Regions from separate parts of the Mus musculus genome. Here region 1 is linked to region 2. Evidence: chromatin contacts called from public Hi-C data. All regions are on one chromosome and are shown on one strand. Each heading gives the region's core, a stretch centred on a gene start, on an enhancer-like site or on the middle of the called end of the contact. The rest is flanking DNA. Distances are from core to core; before and after follow the strand shown.

Evidence for each region. Hi-C and Micro-C count contacts between places; a contact is called where the count stands out from the background.
Region 1: a Hi-C map of cerebellum shows a contact between it and region 2, with 1.8 times the contacts expected there. The contact joins the promoter of Cdh7 here to the enhancer-like site in region 2. A contact is called at or near these places in 2 of 39 promoter capture datasets (hippocampal neurons and stem cell-derived epiblast-like cells), 2 of 484 Hi-C or Micro-C datasets (cerebellar granule neurons and cerebellum), 1 of 115 datasets of contacts at active chromatin or transcription factors (stem cell-derived neural progenitor cells) and 1 of 9 other capture datasets (embryonic stem cells).

What each region holds. Positions count from the first base shown.
Region 1 is chr1:109,982,331-109,985,030 of GRCm38.p6, forward strand. Cdh7 (cadherin 7, type 2) reads left to right here and starts at 1,393. Exons shown (of 12, transcript NM_172853.3): 1 at 1,393-1,561.
Region 2 is chr1:109,084,897-109,087,596 of GRCm38.p6, forward strand. No RefSeq gene overlaps it. Among named protein-coding and RNA genes, the nearest start is that of Gm22159, 540 kb to the right of the region's middle. Within about 2 kb of position 1,420, at least 1 of the 459 cell types and tissues checked has an H3K27ac peak or open chromatin away from gene starts, as enhancers often do. A contact at or near this core is called in cerebellum, where this site is marked.

The DNA.
Region 1 (2,700 bases), core at 143-2,642, 900 kb after region 2:
TGTGTGTGTGTGTGTGTGTGTGTGTGTGTGTGTGTGTGTGTGTGTGTGTGTGTGAGTGTATGTGTGTGTGTGTGTGTCTGTGTGTGTCTGTGTGTGTGTGTACGCGCGCGCGCGCATGCCGACTAAGCGTCTCTCTCTTGGCAATCTTAGCCAACAGCGCTTTCTGTTTCTCCAGGAGGTCCTGAAGTCTCTGTAGCCTCTCAGACAAGGTGCCAGTGGTAACCCGCGGCGATCTGCATCTCCCTCTAATGCGCACTCCCAAGTCGGCCCCTGCGCGCCCTCTCGCAGTCACCCGCGCTCGCCCTCCCGCCCTCTCCGGGGACGCGCGCTCTGGTTGGCTCCGGACTTGGTACCCTAGACTGTTGTGCAGAGGATTAGCGTGTGTGGGGGATGGGGGTGGAGGGTGGGGGTGGGAAGGGAAGAATAATGATGGCCCTTTTCGTCCCTATCAAGAGCGGGACCCTAGCATTCAATGACCCCCAGGGTCCTTGTGCCCTGCGGAGTGCGTTGTGATTGGAAGACGAGTAGGCTGCTGCGGGGCTGAGCAGGTGCCGGTCCGCTGCTTCTGTGTCTGCCCGGCGCTCATAGCTGGGAGCACAGCGTCCCTGAGCGCCCGTGGATCCCCCACCCCTTCCACCCCCTTGCCAAGTGCGCATTCTTTTAAATGCAAACGCCATGGTTTCAGGTGCCTGATGCTGCTGGCAGGGTAGAGAGGCCCCAGGTGAGTGTATGTGTGCCTCCTTTGGGGCTGGGGAGGTCGCCCTCGCAGAAGCGCGCCCTCGCTGCGCACCGCGGGGAGCCGGACAGATAAGTGAGCAAAGAGCGGGAGTAGGGGGGGAGGGTATCCGTGCGGAGTTTCCCGTGGCGTTCCCAAGTTACTGCGTGTTGTGTTGAGACGTGCTTCTGCCTGGCAGGACAGGCTTGAGGACTGAGTTCTCCCGAGATCCTCCAGGAAAGCAGTGTTGACAGACACCAGGTGCAACGCGAGGGAAGTAGTCAGGGTGAGAGTGAATCCCAATCCCAGCCCACTTCAAATGCAGAGGTAAACACTCGCCATCTCCACCGCTGTCCTCTAAGAGGTACCCAGCGGATCTTTCCGTGGACCTTGAACTGATGCTGGCACAACTCGGAGCAAATTGTGCCACCGCTTTCTGCAGAGGTCTGAGGCTGGAAGGAGGTGTGTGCCTTGTGTAAGCAGGAGCAGGATTCCTTTGAACCATCTGCCCTAGACCTCTTTGGCCTTATGTGAATGTGGAACTCAAGTATGGTTGCTCTTTTTTTCCCCCCTAGTAATTAGTATTCCGTTGGTCAGGTGCATCTTCAGGGTTTGCTTCCACTTCGCCTCTTTGTACCTTTGGTGTGAGCTGGGAAAAGGGCACCCTGCTTCTCTGGAATTCATTCTGGACTTGGACATCTTCGTGGGTTCACTTGGCACAAGGCTAGTTGCTGGTATTCAGCCTTCCAGCCTCCCAGCGTGGATTGATACAAAAGGACCTTAGCTTTGAATGGCTTCACGGTTTAGATCATTAACCCTTCGGATTTCTTAGATGTCATAGTTCAGGTAAGTAAAGATTACCAAAATAAATTAACCCTGAACTGGGGAAATCATAAGCTGTTAGGGAAAAAAAAAATCACAGATTTAGAATCTCTAGACTGTGAAAAATTTGCATAGTAATTCATTAATATTTGTAAAACACCTTTTACTTTGCAAGAGATATATTTAGGTCATGTATTAAATTCAATATTTATAAAAATAAGACTTACCCTCCACAATATCAGTGCCCAGCAGGTGTTTTGTTTTGTTTTTTACAGAGGTGGATTGACAGAACTTTAATCTCTCTTTACAGATAGGAAAATTTATTGTCATCGTATTGAAATTGCAAATTGACAGTATTTGCTGTTAAAGGTAGATTGCTAGTGCAAAAACCAAAAATGTATTTTTAGAGTTCTGTTGTAGTAGGAACCATTATTAAAAGGAAGTTTGTGTAGATGCACGGTCAGCAAAATCTAAGTAGTTTTGAGTCTTTATAAAGAGTTGTTAAGGGGAAGGAAGAACTAAGAGTAATTCCAACTGCACCTTCCAGAAACCCACTCAAACAGCTCGTTTTCTAAAGAACTGGTCAGACGTCATGTTGAGCCAAATGCTTGCTATTCTATGTGAAAGAGAAATGCATTCAAATGACTTTCTTTATTTTTACGGGCTATTTTGAAAAGCATGGAGTAACTGCAAAAGTATAGGTTGCTGGCCAGCAACTTCATGGTAATCTTCCTTGTGTACTCCTGTTTAATTGTCAGTGGCTAAGTGGAAGCTGTGAGGCAGCATCCAGTTTTAATAGTTTTATCTGAGTAAGCTTGCTGAAATTTTGTGTGTGGAAAGAGAAATAAAGCAAGAGGCACAGCCTATCACCCTCCTAGAAGCTATTCTAGTTTGTAGTGTTACTAAAAGGGCATTGTGCACTCTCAGTGTGAAGTATTACTGTAATTAAAGACTGCGATAGGTCATTAGAATTGCATTAACTATCAGTTGACAGATGCACACCTCTTCCTAAGTCTACTTTTATTGATTTAGTGTCAGAGAGTTGTTCTCTTTCTTATGAAAGGCTACTACAAGGCATCTATATTAGTGAAACGTACCCTTGAATTGACTCTCGGTTTTTAGCATCCAATAGGGAGAGAGGGTGGAGAACATATTTGTTGGCT
Region 2 (2,700 bases), core at 170-2,669:
CTGAAGGGTCTGCAATCCTATAGGTGGAACAACAATATGAACTAACCAGTACCCCCAGAGCTCATGTCTCTAGCTGCATATGTAGCAAAATATGGCCTAGTTGGCCATCGTTGGGAAGAGAGGCCCCTTGGTCTTGCGAAGTTTTATGTACAGGGGAACACCAGGGCCAAAAAGTGGGAGTGAGAGGGGAGAAGGACGGAGGGAGGGTATAGGAGACTTTCAGGATAGTATTTGAAATATAAATGAAAAAATATCTAATAAAATTTGAAAAAAAATTCTGTTTGAGTTAAGGGCATTTTCATAAAGGTTAAGCTGAGCAAGGGACACTCATTCTGAGTGTGATTGATATTTTAGGCTGAGTTGGAGTCCTAGAATGAATAAATGAAGAGAAAAAGAGAACAACTGAAGATCACTATTCTCATCTCTATTAATCCTGGCTGTCACAAAAGTACAAGCTGCTAGACTTTTTAATACTGGCCAGCTCATGGTAAAATGTATTCCACTAAACTATAGTCAAAATTAAACTAGCCTCACTTAGGTTGCTTTTTGATAACCCTAAGTCACAGTGATAAGAAAAGCAACTTACATTGCAAATGTGTGCACAAAGCCCACTGTTAAAGTAGGCTTATAATGTATATTACAATCCTTTGAAAGTGGTTCATAGCTGGGATTTGGAAGAAGTTAGGTTTATTGGCTGAAAAAAATCCCCAGATCACTGTAATATGAACTTAATTGGACATTCTGATTGGGGTACAGAATATCCTAATATCAGCAGAAAAACAGACAGGTAATATTGTGCTCATTAGATTTTAGAATTCTGCAAGAACTCTGCTGAGAATTGACTAAGAATCATTTATGATACAATTATCATTATTAATACAAAAATATGATCATATTGCCTATGTTTTGGATAATTTGAATATGGTTGAATTCAATGTACTAATCTACAGTTACTGGAAGAAATTGCATAAATAATAAAATTTAAACACAGCTACCTTTGTTGTTAAGTGAATTTTGATATTTATGAGAAGTCTAAAAAGCTTAGAAAGGTGTGTGAATTCAGTTGAAATTTCAGCAAGACTAATAATGTCTAAAACAAAGAAATGGCAGAAGAAACACTTAAAGATTTCTAAATTTGACTACAATCGTAAGAATTTGAATATGTATTAGTAGGTAGGATTATATATGGGTTGTCTTATATTTGTGATTTTTGAAGTTGCTAGCCTCTATCACTGTTCCCTTCTTCACTTCCAGTCAGATCTTATTTTTGTATTTACATTAATCTGAAGAAAATAACCAATGTGTTAAAGTCTTATGAAGGCATAGTATTTGAAGTGGATCAGAGCAAGGCTTGGTTATCACAAAGACTGTCTGATATTTGGGGGTGTTGTGCAAAACAGTTGGCGAATCCAGGCAATGTAACATTCATTTGGCAAATAATTGCTTTCTTTAGTAGAGACAGCTGCTCTCCTGCCCTTCTGGCTAAAACACACCGAGGAAAGGAAAAAACATCCTTGCAAATGAAAATAATGGCGAAATGTTGGCAATACAGTGGAGATCAAACAAAATAAGGCTTTAAAACCAAGAGAAACAATTTTGTAGGATAGTGTTTAAGAAATTAGGCTTGCCTCTCTGTCTCTCTGTCTCTCTGACTCTGTCTCTCTGTCTCTCTGTCTCTGTCTCTGTCTCTGTCTCTCTCTCTCTCTCTCTCTCTCTCTCTCTCTCTCTCTCTCTCTCTCTCTCTTTCTCTCAGTGAAATGTTAGTTTTTTCCTTTCAAATGTACTTTCTAATCTTTAAACTCTTTAAAAAATTTTTAATATGAAGTATTTTTCAATAATTTATGGAAGGAAAACAGGTTCTTCTTTCACTTATTCAATTTTGGAGAGTCGTTCTCAAAGGTAGCAAGTACAGTGGAAGAGCCAAAGTGTTGCGTTGATCAGGACTCAGTTCCCTGAGTTGAATAAATGGGTTAGGCTCATGCCTAGATTTATATATTTCTACTCCATACTCTGAGTCCTATTCTGCTGATTTGTGAGGAAGAGAGGTGTTGTATGAAATATTAAAAGAGAAATCTACGCCGCTCCATCAGGGCAGACCATCCAGGCACAGGCGGGCAGCCACAGCCTGCTCTCATCTTTGCAGACTCTGGCCCAGAGCTCTGAAATCTCTCCACTCCACTTGTTAAGTTGCTATGAAGAGTCATTGCCTTTCCAGCCCCACAATTCTAATTCCCACTGCCTTTTGGGGTACACTTCTTGCAAACCCATGCTTTGCTATGGTTCTCTCTGGAACCCAGTTGATTCACCGCCTGAAGGAAAAGACCACACAAACTTAGTTCAGAATTAACAGGTAACGTGGTCGCTGGTGGCAGAAGCTAGCATCCTAATGTATAAGTCATTCTAAGCTAAATCCTGTAGTAGCAGATCAAAATCGATCTGCCACCTGAAACTGGGTGGCCATCACTAGCTACATTTTTGCCTCATCCTCTCCTGTCCACCAGCCAACTCTCCTCTCCTGCTTCCCCTCTTCCCCTCTCTGACATGAAAATCCTGCCTACTCCTTGCCTAGTGATTGGCCCCCTGAAAACTGCATTCATTAGGGGAAGCTACTACCACAGAGAGGTGTCTCAGTTGCATTCTTTTTCAACATCATTAGCTACAGTAATAGCGCTAACCTTTCATTTAAACTAGCACCTTAAA